Regions from separate parts of the Hordeum vulgare genome. Here region 1 is linked to region 2. Evidence: chromatin contacts called from public Hi-C data. All regions are on one chromosome and are shown on one strand. The core of a region is the stretch at or near the end of the contact, and the rest is flanking DNA. Distances in the headings are between cores, read along the strand shown. Region 1 overlaps LOC123397563 (respiratory burst oxidase homolog protein E-like). Region 2 holds the start of LOC123397538 (probable ethanolamine kinase).

Region 1 (6,716 bases), core at 4,182-6,681, 660 kb after region 2:
GAGTTTGGGGAAATTGAGGGAAAAAGGTGGCCGCTTTATCACCGACTTGCGGGTCAGTGAGGGAAGTAGGCGCGCGTCCGCTTCGTGTCCTCGCCGATGCAAATCGGGTTCAAAATTGGATTGGGAATGGGTCGATAGACGGACAAAAGGCGAACGCGCGTCCATTTGGGTCCATGCATTTGACCAACTTTTTGTCTGCGCGGACCTAAACGGACGGTTTCGAACAAAATGGGTCGCACGGTTAGAGTTGCTCTTAATACGGAATTGAATAATATTGCATCTTTTGGAATTTGTGGCAACTGGAAACGAGGATGTCACACGAACCTAACCATGCCCGAGAATGGCTTCAAACGAGGCAAGATCACGTGCACACACAAGGCAGAAATCTAATTTGCAAATGTCAAGGTTGAAATAGAATGTTAAAAAGAATGGCTCTAATCCTTTGCGCTAAATGTCAAGGCGGAAATGCAATTTGTAAATGTCAAGGAGGAAAACATGTCAAGCCGGAATGGCTTCAATCCTGCACGCTAAACATGTATTTTGCAAATGCCAAAAATACATGAAAATTAAATGTATTCATTGGCATGCCCAAATGTTTATACTTCAAAGAATATTTCATAACTTAAAATTATGAAATTTTAGAAAACTGAATTTGAAAATTTAATGCAGTGTAAATTTTTTATTAGCGTAATTTTGGAAAAATGTAGATACTGTTTAAAAATTATTGTAACATTTAAAAAATGTTCATGCATTTCCAAAAAGGTGATATTATAAAATATGTTAATCATATTTAAAAATATATTGGTCATGTATTAAACAATATAACTGATGTATGCAGAAAATATACAACATGTGTAAAAAAGGTAGACATAAAAATATGCATTTAAAAATATTAGTCATGTATTTAAAAAATGTTAAACGTGTATCAAAACTGGTCCTGATGTATACAAAAAAGTTATAATGTGTATGAATAAATAGACATCAAAATATATATTTAAAAATATTTTAATTATTTATTTTATCTATGATATACTTTGATTTTTTTACTGATGTATATAAAAAATGTACATCATGTATAAAGAATACATCAACACATTTGACCAACTTTTTGTCTGCGCGGACCTAAAAGGACGGTCGCGTACAAAATGGGTTGAACGGTTAGAGTTGCTCTTAATACAGAAATGAATAATATTGCATCTTTTGGGATTTGTGGCAATTGAAAACGAGGATGTCACACGAACCTAACCATGCCCGAGAATGGCTCCAAACGAGGCAAGATAGGAGCATATTTTTCCTAGTGCATGAACATTTCTTTTTCAGCATAATTATTTTTGTTATACTTTAGCATTTCCTCATTCACAAACTCATATTTCCCCTCTATTTTTTAAATCTGATTTGGAAAATTATATATAATGTTTTGAGATTTTCCTTTAACTCTGGCCTCCATTTTCTTTTTGAGAATAACCGTCGCCTCCATATAGACATGAACACCTTGTGGACAAAAGCAGAACAACTAACTAAAACAAAACCGGATTAGATTTTCCCACGGCTAAAATTCAACATGTGAGAGTCACCGTTGCATTGTGTCGACGGACAAGACCACCACCGCGAGGTCATTGGCAGTGGTGGATCTAGGGGTGGCCAGGATGGTCCATGAACAACCCTAAAATTTCCACACAGCAGCGAAGCCACGTTAAGCCTGTGTGGTCATTTGACTACACAAGAATTTCGTAACTTGTTGACCCATGCCTGCTTAGAGCAACTCTACCAGACCCTGTATAATTGCGACCTGCAAACGCGTTTGACAGTTCGACGAAGTTGGGTTTTTCGGGACGAAATATTGCGCTGCAGAACAGAACCCATATAATCAAACTGCATAATTTGAAATAAAACATTCGCGGGCGAAATTGGAACCACAGTCATTGAGAGCTACATAGAACATGATCATAGAAACTACATTCACAGCATGCATCACTTACTAGAGGGGAGAGCACACCTACTGGAGCTCATCTACTAGCTATCCTACCGCACTACGCAAAATTGAGCTCACCGGAGTCGAGCTCGTGCGGTAGTAAATGCGCAGTGCGCTCAGTCGTCGCCGTCGGAGGGGGAGTAGAGCTCGATGTTGATGCGCTCCTGCGCAGTCGCTTCGCGGCGCCACTCCTCTACCTTGTGGCCGAAGGCGAGGGCCGACGGGACACCCTGCTCGTAGAGCATGGTGTCGATCTCCTCCTCCCTCCGGTGGCGTTGTTGGTCCTCTTCCGCCTCTCGTGCACTCCGCGCCAGCAGCACGGGCAAAAGGCTATCCGCCTCCGTCGGAGGGAGGAAATCCTCCGGTCAGGCGACGGCCCCGGCACGTCGCTCCGGCACCGCCTCGGCCTCCGGATCCATCTTCACCGACGGGAGCTCTTCAAGCTCCCTCTTCACTGGGGGAGGGAAGAGCACGAGCGCGAGGTCGACGCCTCGAAGGAGTTGCCGGATAAGAGGCCGCCGCGCGCGCGGTCGTACTCCTCTGTCTCGCGACGGAGGAGCGACGACGGCGGTGTCTGGCCCCACTATGTGTACCGGCGGGCGGCGCGCTTACGGGCGGCGTCGGATCTGACGCAACAAGCCCTCTCGGGGTCGTCGTTCCTACAGCTACCGGAGTTGGCCATCAAGGGCGGTGGAATGGAGCGGCTACGCGGCGAAATGGAGGCGCGCGGCGGAGGATTAGAGGCGCCGGCGGTGAGGTGGGGGGACTTTTCGCGGCGGCGGAGGGATAGGGTTTCGATCCGCATCCAGCGGTCGAACCAGCAGATATACCGGTCGAGCGCTCGCGTTTACGGACCACCGCAAAAGTTTTATGGGTCGGGCCGCGTTTATAGTATCTGCTCTCGCAGGAAAGCAACCCAAACCCGCATACTCGCCGAAAATTTTGCGGGCCGGGCGTTTTGCGTGGTCAGCTAGAGTTGCTCTTACGAGACGCTGCCGAGCAAAAATCAGTTAGAATTTGACTACAAGCCCACGTATCATCTGATTTTGGTAACAACGGGCTAGGCCATACAGGAAAAGAAAGTCCCAAATACTCCCACCGTTCTTAAATATTTGTTTAAAAAAAATCAACTACGAACTACATACGAAGCAAAATAAATGAATCTACAATTTAAATCGTGTCTATATACATCTGTATGTAGTCCGTAGTGATATCTTTAAAAAAACAAATATTTAAGAACGGAGGAAGTAGCTTCCATGATTGTAATGCATCAAGAAATCCCTTGATTTTCTCCTTCGACTTCTCTGCCTTCCCTACTTTGTGCTCGTCAGTTAAAAAAAACTTCCTCCGCCCGCAAGCCGTGAGGCAAGCAGGACCACCTCCGGTCGCAGCAATGCTACACATATATAAGTTTACATAAATTTTATAAAGAGGTGGATTTTGATTGGAGATTAAGGGAAATGAGGGCCCCACCCCTTTAAAAATCAGGAGAAAGTGGTTAGTTAGAAAGAAAGAATCCTAATCAGCATGTAACCTTATGTAACTCTTTGTATGTTTAACATTTTTGCCTCCGGCCGTCCACTGAACCACGAGCTACTCATGTCCTCCACCTGCGATCTTCGATCAGGATGTGAGCTGTGAGCGACGGACCGTTCATGGTCCGTCGGCATCAATCGTTCAATATTGTTGTTCTTTTCGACACAAGCAGGACATCCAATCCAACGCCAGAACAAGGCCATTTGCACATCCCTTCTATTCATAAGTTCTGCTTTTTAGCACTGATATGCCTTTTTCTTTTTTAATTATTGTCTCATTACTTATACTGCATCAAATATACATGATCACAAACGATTTCTGCCATAAATTTTATATAGCAATAAAGTAGCATGTTCTCATTGACTTGTAATGTAATATCAAGGCTACAAAACATCAAGGTAAAAAAATTCACTAGAAAACTTGACATCACAACATTTTAAACCTGGCACCGTCATTGTTTTCACATAGTCTATATATAGTAGAAAAGAATATATTTCTATGAAGAATTACATTGTTGGACCATCCTCCATGTTAAGCTGGATCCGTCACTGGTCGTTGGTCATCAGGCACCGGACGCGCATCAATGCAATGCAGGTCGCATGGCGTATAGAAGATCACTCACTCACTCGATCAGTTATTCCGTAGTGCTTGCTCCCTCTTTTCTACTCTCTCCATTTTAAATATGTATTTATTAAATTCTACTATGAACTACATACAGATGTATATAAACATATTTTAAAGATCTTATATTTAGAAACGAAGAAAGTACTATATAAACACCAATTTCTGAACAATGTTTTCTGGGAGTGTTCTCCCAGAGAATGCTCAAATTGTCATGCAGTTTTAACTAAAGATGTCAGGACGACTTTACAGGACTTGTCATGATCGAAAGAGACAATTGCCATGTAATTTAAAAAATGCCAACGATTTAAAACCTTTTTAACATCTGCTACAGGACTCGCCACGATCAAAAGTGAAAATGGCCATGAAACATAAAAAATGCCAATGATTTATAACTTTTTTGTCATCCGCATGATTTGAATCCAACAGCTGTGGGGTCTTCTCTAAGGTTGGTTGTAATGGGGAGTATCATATACTTCATCCTGCGTATTTGGGTGCCCTAACCCGTTACCCGGACCCGAACCGAACCGAATTACCTGAATTGTCGGGTAATACGGATATCGGGTTAGGCTTCGGTTCTCATTTCTTGGCTATTTGGTTTTCGGGTTCGGGTTTTGGTTTCAGTCTAAAAAATCCGAAATACCCATACTACCCGAATTATTCATACTAGCCAAATTTTATTCATCATATTATTACACTCTCATACTAGCCAAATTATTCATACTAGCTAAAATACTCATATTATCCGAAATACTTGTACTATCCAAATAATTCATACCAAAAATTGATGTGTGCTCAGAATGTTTTGGGTTTTTTTGGTACCTGAATTACACGATCCAAACTTTTGGGTAATTTTTGTTCGAATATTTTTTTTAACAGATACTATTGTGCGAATATTTATTATCATGCGTGACACATAGTAGCACGTCATTTAATATGATACGATATCATGATATGATACTCAATCTTTTTTTTATTATTTAATTCTATGTCGCTTCATTAAAATTGCCTACTTGACATGCATAATACTACCTACAATTATACCTGACCATACCTCGGACCGGGCCGGGCTTGACAAAGCCCATAGCAAAAAAACCAGGCCCAAGCCTGGCCTAGCCCGACTGTCGGGCCTAGATTTGAGGCCCAAGCCTGACCCATCAGAGCAAAATCCCATTGGGCCTCGGACCAGGCCCTTCCCTAAATTGCAAAAAAGACAGGCCCAAGCCCAACCCGACGCAGCTATCGGGCCTAGATCTCAGGCCAAGGCCCAGCCCATGGGCATGGTCAGGCCGGGTCGGGGGTCAAGCTTTTTCGGGCCCGCCGGGCCGGGTATCCCATATCAGGTATACCTATGATACACACATTACTAAGACCTTCCCAGGAAGGTTCCTGGTTAACATTTCCCATCTTTCTTCTCATTTCCCGCACTCCATCACAGAAGATCGCATTCCCAAAGAAGAAAGTGTCAATATACCGGAGTTCATTATCAGCCGGAGTTTATTATCAGCAGCCGATAGGCACAGATGCACACATGAATGAATGCCCGGAAGATTTACATTCAGAGTGGCACCCTCCGGCCCTTGTGTACATATGCTTTAGCATTTGATACGTAACTACCTAAAACTATACTGTGTACATGTATATCAGTATCTGAAATTTAACCAACTCTTTACCCTGCCTCTTTCCTTCTCCTTTTGGATACAGCAGCCTTCCTTTACTTTCTTTTTTGTTAATAATATATAAATGGCACTAACTACCCTCCCCTAATAGGCTGTTCTTCTTTATACTATGTACAGTTCCAGATCAGGAAGAGAGAGAGGTCAGTTTGCTTTGCTTCTGTGCAAAAAATTCCTTCTTCTTTACCAGTGCCTAACGCTATGCAGATCAGAAGAATCAATGCTTCTTCCCATCAGAAGTACTCCTTGTGGAAATGGAACCGAGTCGACGTCTTGTGGCTCATCTCGTGCGAAAGGTTCTTCAGTTCTATGGCCAGCGTCGGCGCGCCACAGTAGAATACTCCTGCACGAATCAGAATGATCCTTGGTGAGCAAGTGAATGCGTAGAGTCGATCGATGGACATTGCTTGATTTTAGGAATTTTGTTGCTGACATCAAGCGATGCAAATGGATAGCCTGTTTGAGCGAAAAACCATACCGACTGTTGAATTCGGTTGCTTAGCGGCAATTTTGGTGAAGACTTCCTTCCAGTTTGGTCTGGCAAAGTGTGTCCTCACCTGTCAAGTGCACAACATATGTTTCAGTTTGCAGGCAGGCAGACATAAAAACACAAATTAATCATCAGATAGTTTGTGCGTCGGTTCTTCTTCAGAGGAAAGGAAGCTCTCCATTTATTTTTATTATTTATATACTTGATTGAAGACGTGCCTATATGGTGAATATTGTGATCCATCAACTGAAAGAAAGCAAGTTTACCCTGGTGCCCGAGACGATGTCAACGCCATGTTTGGCATGATTCAGAGCTTGGACCATTGACAACAGAGTTGTTCGTGCATCACGCTCCTCGTACACGCTCGTAAGATAATTGTGCAACTCTATGACACCCTGGTTAAGATTGCATCATGAGTAGT
Region 2 (6,101 bases), core at 2,267-4,766:
ATTAGATTACAGCACATATTTTGTTATGACAGTTGCATGGCACTCTTCCTATGTGCTAAAAGTAGATTAATGGTGTTTACCTGAATGAGTGCCCACAATGCCCAGTAGACGTGCGATGCCAATCTGAAGGTGTTTGTTTCAGTATAAAGGGCATCCAGATTCTGCTCTTGGACCTTCGGTAAAAGGACAGTCAGATTGTTATGGTGAAAGTATATTACGCGAGAATTATCTATGTTCTGCTATTCGAGGAAGACACTTGTTTTCTCAGTAGCACTCTGAATGTCTTCCTACCTTGTATTGTATGGATGCCAAGTATCCTACTTTTCTCATAAAAAGATGCAAATCATCTTTAACTTATAAGATGTAAAGTACATGTAGCACATGACCTGGTGTTTTTCTATTTAATTCCAAAATGAGAAACAAAGCTACTCTTAGAATGAGCACCATCTAAGTTACAGTAGTGGGCACTTATGAATATCTTTCTTTCCACGGAGACAAAACCTGCACAACCTATGAATACCTTTCAGTTGGTTTTGCCCAGAGAAGATAATGTATTGAATTCACATACCTCACTTGGTCTATCGGATAGATAATTCCTGAAGAAATGGTACTGTGCATCTTTATCTGGGTACCTAAATGAAGCAACAAAATAAACATTAGTACTAGGCAAGAGCAAAGACCAAAGCTCCATTGGACTATTCAACCAGCAAGAAGAGAACGTACAAGTTATAGTCACAATCAAAGCCCGCGTACTCATTGAAATGGTTTGCGATGTCGTAGCCACGGTAGCTATATGATCCATATTCAAAATCAATGAAATAGAGCTTCTCTGCAAAACAAAAAAGGGAAGACAATATTACAACAAACAGAGAGACAATCTAAGCCTTTGCAAAACGGGCAAAAGGAAAGCTTAAGTATGAAAGCATAATGTACTAAACAATCAAGAGAAGGTGACAAGCTAATGTGATATTTACCTTCCAAATCATTTAGCATCAGATTACCCGATAGCAAGTCATTGTGTGCAAAAACGACAGGAGCATGCAAAAGATCGGAGAGATCCTATAAGAGGACAGCAAGACATTATATTCACGGATACCAATTTAGCAAACAGTCATGTAGCCATTTGATTGAATGATTGTGCTATAGGATTAATCTAATAGCATGAATACGTAATATGCCTTTGTGACAAAGCCAAATTAGAAAGAAAAAAACTCCCTCTGTAAACTAATATAAGGCTGTTTAGATCAATAAAATGGTGATCTAAACGGTCTTATATTAGTTTACAGAGGGAGTACTCCTTTAGGAATATGAAACTGAAGTGCACTCAAATTGCTGCAGTGGTCAATAGTACATGACGGTAAGTCTTATAACAAAGTACCTTAAGTTCTTTAACTTCATCTTGTATTTCTCTAAAAGAGATCGTCTCATACCTCTTCTGCTTCTCGTTATCTTCAAACTTCAATACGGAAGCTAAGATAAATAGTTCACAGCACACAACAACATTACGTAATGTCATTCATGATGAGACTGAAATAAAAGTAACCAATTCCAAAATGAAATATCCAAAACAAATTCGGGGTTGGGAATGTAACCTTTTTTCAAAAACTTGAATATGTCATTCCACAACTGTGGTTCTTTTGATCCCGGTATATCTACTTGATGAAATTTCTGTAGCTGCTTGGCAATTTCAGCAGCTATTCTAGGTTCCTTCATGTCTGAAAAACAGAACAAGGGAAATAAACACACTATTTGCAGAAGCATTTATCGCAGACTCTCCAGTCTCTACACACCTATGGGTGCAAAATAACAACCACTGAGTATATACCTAAAACCACAGATCACTTCAAATTACCGTGTGAAAAGATAGAAAATGAGAAAAGATAAATCGCTCCATTAAGTAGACAATGAAATCACCCATTTGTATTGTGCAGAATATAAAAATGCCTACCTGAAGGTGTTAGTGTCCTAGCATGGATGAATGACGAAACCACTCCATTCTCAAATACTCCAAGTAACCGAGCCCCAAACCCTGCAGCTGAGAGATATGGTATGGCCTAACCATGATTGTAATAGATGTATGCATTAGGAAACAGTTCAGCCCCAAAAATGACAACAGAATACTCGGTTTACTTGACAACTTAGTTTTATGTAACAATGAGGTACTTCGAGTGTTATGGCATAGGTACTATTTCTATGGAAGGAAATGACCATTGCATTTCAGAAATTTTAAACTGAACCACAACTAAGAAAGCACCAACAAATAAACCAATACTGTAATGGACAATCAATCACAGGAACACTACAGAATGCAGGTAAATATTACTACATGCCAGTAGCACAAACAATTTTCATACACTATGATTGAAACTCTCACCTGCAATTCCCTCTCCCGATCAATCACCAAGTCTGTATTTGGGCCATACAGCCGAACAGTCACAGAAGACTGACTATCCGTGCCTTCTTTGACAGATACTTTCAGCACTGCAGGTCATGAACATCACGAACAATATAAGATAATCATTTAGGTATTATTGCTGTATCTATGATTCACAAGTAAATTATGTACAGTTGCTCATAGAAACGGTTATTATTTCATAACGCCTCTAAAATAATGGGTCCTGAACTCCGGATGCAATGATAGTAGGAGTGTTTTCGAAGCAGAAATGAGTGCAAAACACTGATGATAAAGAGTGTATGGTCTCAAAAAGGCTGCCAGATGCAATCAAGTTCTAGTGCCACATCTGAAACGATGAGCAAAGTGTGGCAGCAAGCAAACATTAAAGTGCAGTCATTAAGTTATGGCATGGTCTGTGTGGACAATTCAAGCAACTGCCTTGCCTAAGAATTACTATAATTACATAGCCTCTGTTTTTTTCCTCTTTCAAGCATGCTCAGGTAGTCATGTGAGGGAGATGGATCAGGAGCCAGGACAGTGCCGCAAGCCATGCCACTGGCAAGGAGCAGAACTCACACAGGTTGGTGATACCGCCGGACACCGTCGAGATGGAGAAGCACGAGCTGTCCAGGGACGACCACCCCTTCACCAACTCCTTGCAGAGATCTCTGGAGAAGCAAGCAACCTTATTATATTAGAAAAACAAAACGGGAAGCGGGGAAATAATCAGGGGCAGCGGCGCCTGTCGCTCTCTACTAGGCATTTCTCCAAACACCGTCAGTTCATACACCCGCGCGCGCAGAAGCAAAATGGGGAGAGGGGTCAGGGGACTTGCATGACGCGGGGGGTCATCTCGGGGAGCGGCAGCGAGATGTCGACCGCGGCGGCCGACGTGGGCACCTCCGCCGGCGCCGCCCTCGTCTTCTCCTCGCCGCCGCCGCCGGCACCGCCGGCGACCCCGCTCCAGCTCCGGCCATCCGATCCCATGTCCCTCGCTTCCGGGCGATCCTTTCGCTCGCGCGAGGAAGCTCGTTGTCGCGGGGCTATTCTGGTGGGAGCCTCAAGGCGATTCGGTGCCGATGCGATGCGATGCGATCGGAGAGGGACGGAAGTGTGGTGGAGGAATGCGGGGCCTCGAACAGAGGACACCATTTATAGGGCCCAGTCGCCACCCGCCGCGTGGCGGGGGAGGCCAGGAGGGGCCGCCCACGTCAGCTGATGCCCAGGCCCCACCGACCTACCCACCGGGTAGGGTGCCCGTGGCGGCAATCGCGTGGTCCCTGGGATGGGACAGCGACGGGCTTTTGTGTGGCGTGATGGACGGTGAGGATTCGGTGGCTTGTACGGGCCCGCTCAACAGTCACGTGATGGGGGGCCCTCCTCCCTTTGTCTGTTGCTCACTGTCGCTGGGGCTGTCTGGATTTGGGGCGATGCCGGCTCTGTTTTTCTCTCGAGATATTTTGGATGGATGGTGATTTTGTTAGACCATCTCCAACACGCGCCATACAAGCGTCACACCGTAAAAAAAGCAGTTTTAGCGCGCGCGCAACGCGGCTGGCAGCTCCAGCGGGCGCGCGCCATTTCCAGTTCAGCTCGCTGACCGAAACGCAATCCCGCGCCCCTTATTTGCTGCGCCGGCTCCCGCACCCGCGACTCTCCCGCGCTCGCTCCCCCCATCCGGCCGCGCCGCCGCCGCCGCTCGCGCCCCCGCGATCGTTCAGCGCTTCCCTCGCCTATCCCCGCGCCGCCGTCGTCGCCCGCGCCCGCCGGCGGCCACTCAGGCGCTTCCCCGGCCTGTCTCCGCTGCGGGCGCCGCCCGCGCCCCCCGGCGACCGTTCAGGCGCTTCCCCGGCCTCCCCGCACCGCCGCGCTTCCGCCCCACCCCCTCCTAGTCCGGCCGGCCCTCGCGCACCTCCGACGTCCGAGGAACAGCGCCCGAGAGCTCGCTGCCGCGCCGCGCCCGCAAGGTGTTCGACAAAACGCCTACAAGGTAAGTATTGCTCCAAACTTATGAATTTGGTGCATGTTTTGAATGGTAGTTTTTATAGTATAGTATTGAACATTGTAGATGAGTTCGTCGTATGATTCTTCCGAAGAAGAATTTGATATGGAAGAGGAGGAGGATCTTGCAATGATCATAGCTATGCATATCAATAAAAAACCGAAGCACGGTGGTTCGGTTATGGGTCGGGAGAAAATTTGGAGAGATAGGATTGATGCCCATAACAGATTGATGAAGAACTATTTCGTGGAGAATCCCACATACCCGTAGTCGTATTTTCGTCGCCGGTTTAGGATGAGCACAGACTTGTTCAAGCGCATTGCAGAGAAACTAGCGAGCCATGACCGGTTTTTTCAGCAAAGGAGGAATGCCGCCGGAGAGCTCGGGCATAGCACCTTTCTGAAGGTGACAGCCGCATTGCGTATGTTGGCAAACAGTATCCCGGCTGATCTAGTTGATGATCACTTGGCTATGGGTGAGAGTCAAGCCATCATGTGTGTCAAGTGCTTTGCAGTGGGAATTGTGCAAGTGTTTAGCGAGGAGTATTTGAGATCTCCCACTGCTGAAGACGTCGCAAGGCTATTGGCGATGAACAAGGCTCGCGGCTGTCCTGGCATGCTTGGCTCAATAGATTGCATGCATTGGAGTTGGAAGAATTGTCCAAAGGCATGGCATGGGCAATTCCACGGCCAAAAAAAGGGCTCCACTATAATCCTTGAAGCGGTGGCCGATCAGGAGACTTGGATTTGGCATGCATTCTTTGGAATGCCTGGATCTTTAAATGATATCAATGGTGTCAACCGGTCACCACTGATGAATAAGATTGCAGATGGTGAGTTGCCACCGGTGCAGTTTGTAGCAAATGGTCGTACGTACAACTATGGCTATTATCTAGCGGATGGCATATATCCAAAGTGGCAAACCTTTGTGAAGCCGTTGAAAAAGCCGGAAGGTAAGAAAAATCTTGATTTCCACAATGCTCAGGCAGCTGCTAGAAAAGATGTGGAGAGAGCATTTGGGATTTTGCAAGCCCAATTTGCTATTGTGAGAGGACCGGCTAGATTCTGAGATCAAAAAATGCTTTGGTACATCATGCACGCTTGTGTGATCATGCACAACATGATCATCGAGAATGAGCGTGGCCAAGATTTAGATTACTTACAGTATGAGCTCTTGGGACATCCCGTGCGAGTGCGACGGAGGGCTGAAAGGGTAGCCCGTTTTGTTGCCTCCTATCATGTCATTCGGCGTCCCGCAACGCACAATGATCTTCAGAAGGATCTGATTGAAGAGTGGTGGGCATGGCATGGACGACAAAGAGCATGATTTGGTTGTGTTTATTGCATTATTTGTATTGTATTGTTCATGAACTATTGGTTGTGTTTATTGCATTATTTGTTGTACTGAAGGATAAACTATTTGTTTGAGTTGTAATGACTATTTATTGTTGATTTATTTTGCTTGTTTGATCGTTTTTGCTCCTATTTTTTGAAATGTATATGTGGTTTGTGCGTGCTGCGCGCGCTGCATTTTTGGGCACTGCTGGAGCGGCGCTCGCGCGCTGCATTGTAACGCGGCTGTTGGAGCCAGCGCCTATCCCCGCGCTAAACCAGCCGAAGCGCGCGCGGCAAACACATTTTTGTTAGAATTATGCCCTAGAGGCAATAATAAATATAGTTATTATTATAATTCCTGTATCGAGAT

Evidence for each region. Hi-C and Micro-C count contacts between places; a contact is called where the count stands out from the background.
Region 1: a Hi-C map of leaf shows a contact between it and region 2, with 2.5 times the contacts expected there. The contact joins the enhancer-like site here to the promoter of LOC123397538 in region 2. A contact is called at or near these places in 2 of 6 Hi-C or Micro-C datasets (leaf and seedling).

Annotation. Positions count from the first base shown.
Region 1 is chr5H:433,377,705-433,384,420 of MorexV3_pseudomolecules_assembly, forward strand. LOC123397563 (respiratory burst oxidase homolog protein E-like) reads right to left here. Exons shown (of 13, transcript XM_045092096.1): 11 at 6,562-6,690; 12 at 6,284-6,362; 13 at 5,589-6,148. The coding sequence ends at 6,039. Among protein-coding and RNA genes, the nearest start is that of LOC123397563, 12 kb to the right of the region's middle. Within about 2 kb of position 5,432, at least 3 of the 3 cell types and tissues checked have open chromatin away from gene starts, as enhancers often do. A contact at or near this core is called in leaf and seedling, where this site is marked.
Region 2 is chr5H:432,721,239-432,727,339 of MorexV3_pseudomolecules_assembly, forward strand. LOC123397538 (probable ethanolamine kinase) reads right to left here and starts at 3,517. Exons shown (of 11, transcript XM_045092065.1): 1 at 3,231-3,517; 2 at 2,972-3,063; 3 at 2,375-2,481; 4 at 1,949-2,054; 5 at 1,593-1,715; 6 at 1,379-1,470; 7 at 975-1,059; 8 at 724-829; 9 at 569-632; 10 at 81-173. The coding sequence starts at 3,382. It overlaps LOC123396828, which reads left to right and starts at 4,680. Exons shown (of 3, transcript XM_045091634.1): 1 at 4,680-5,146. The coding sequence starts at 4,680.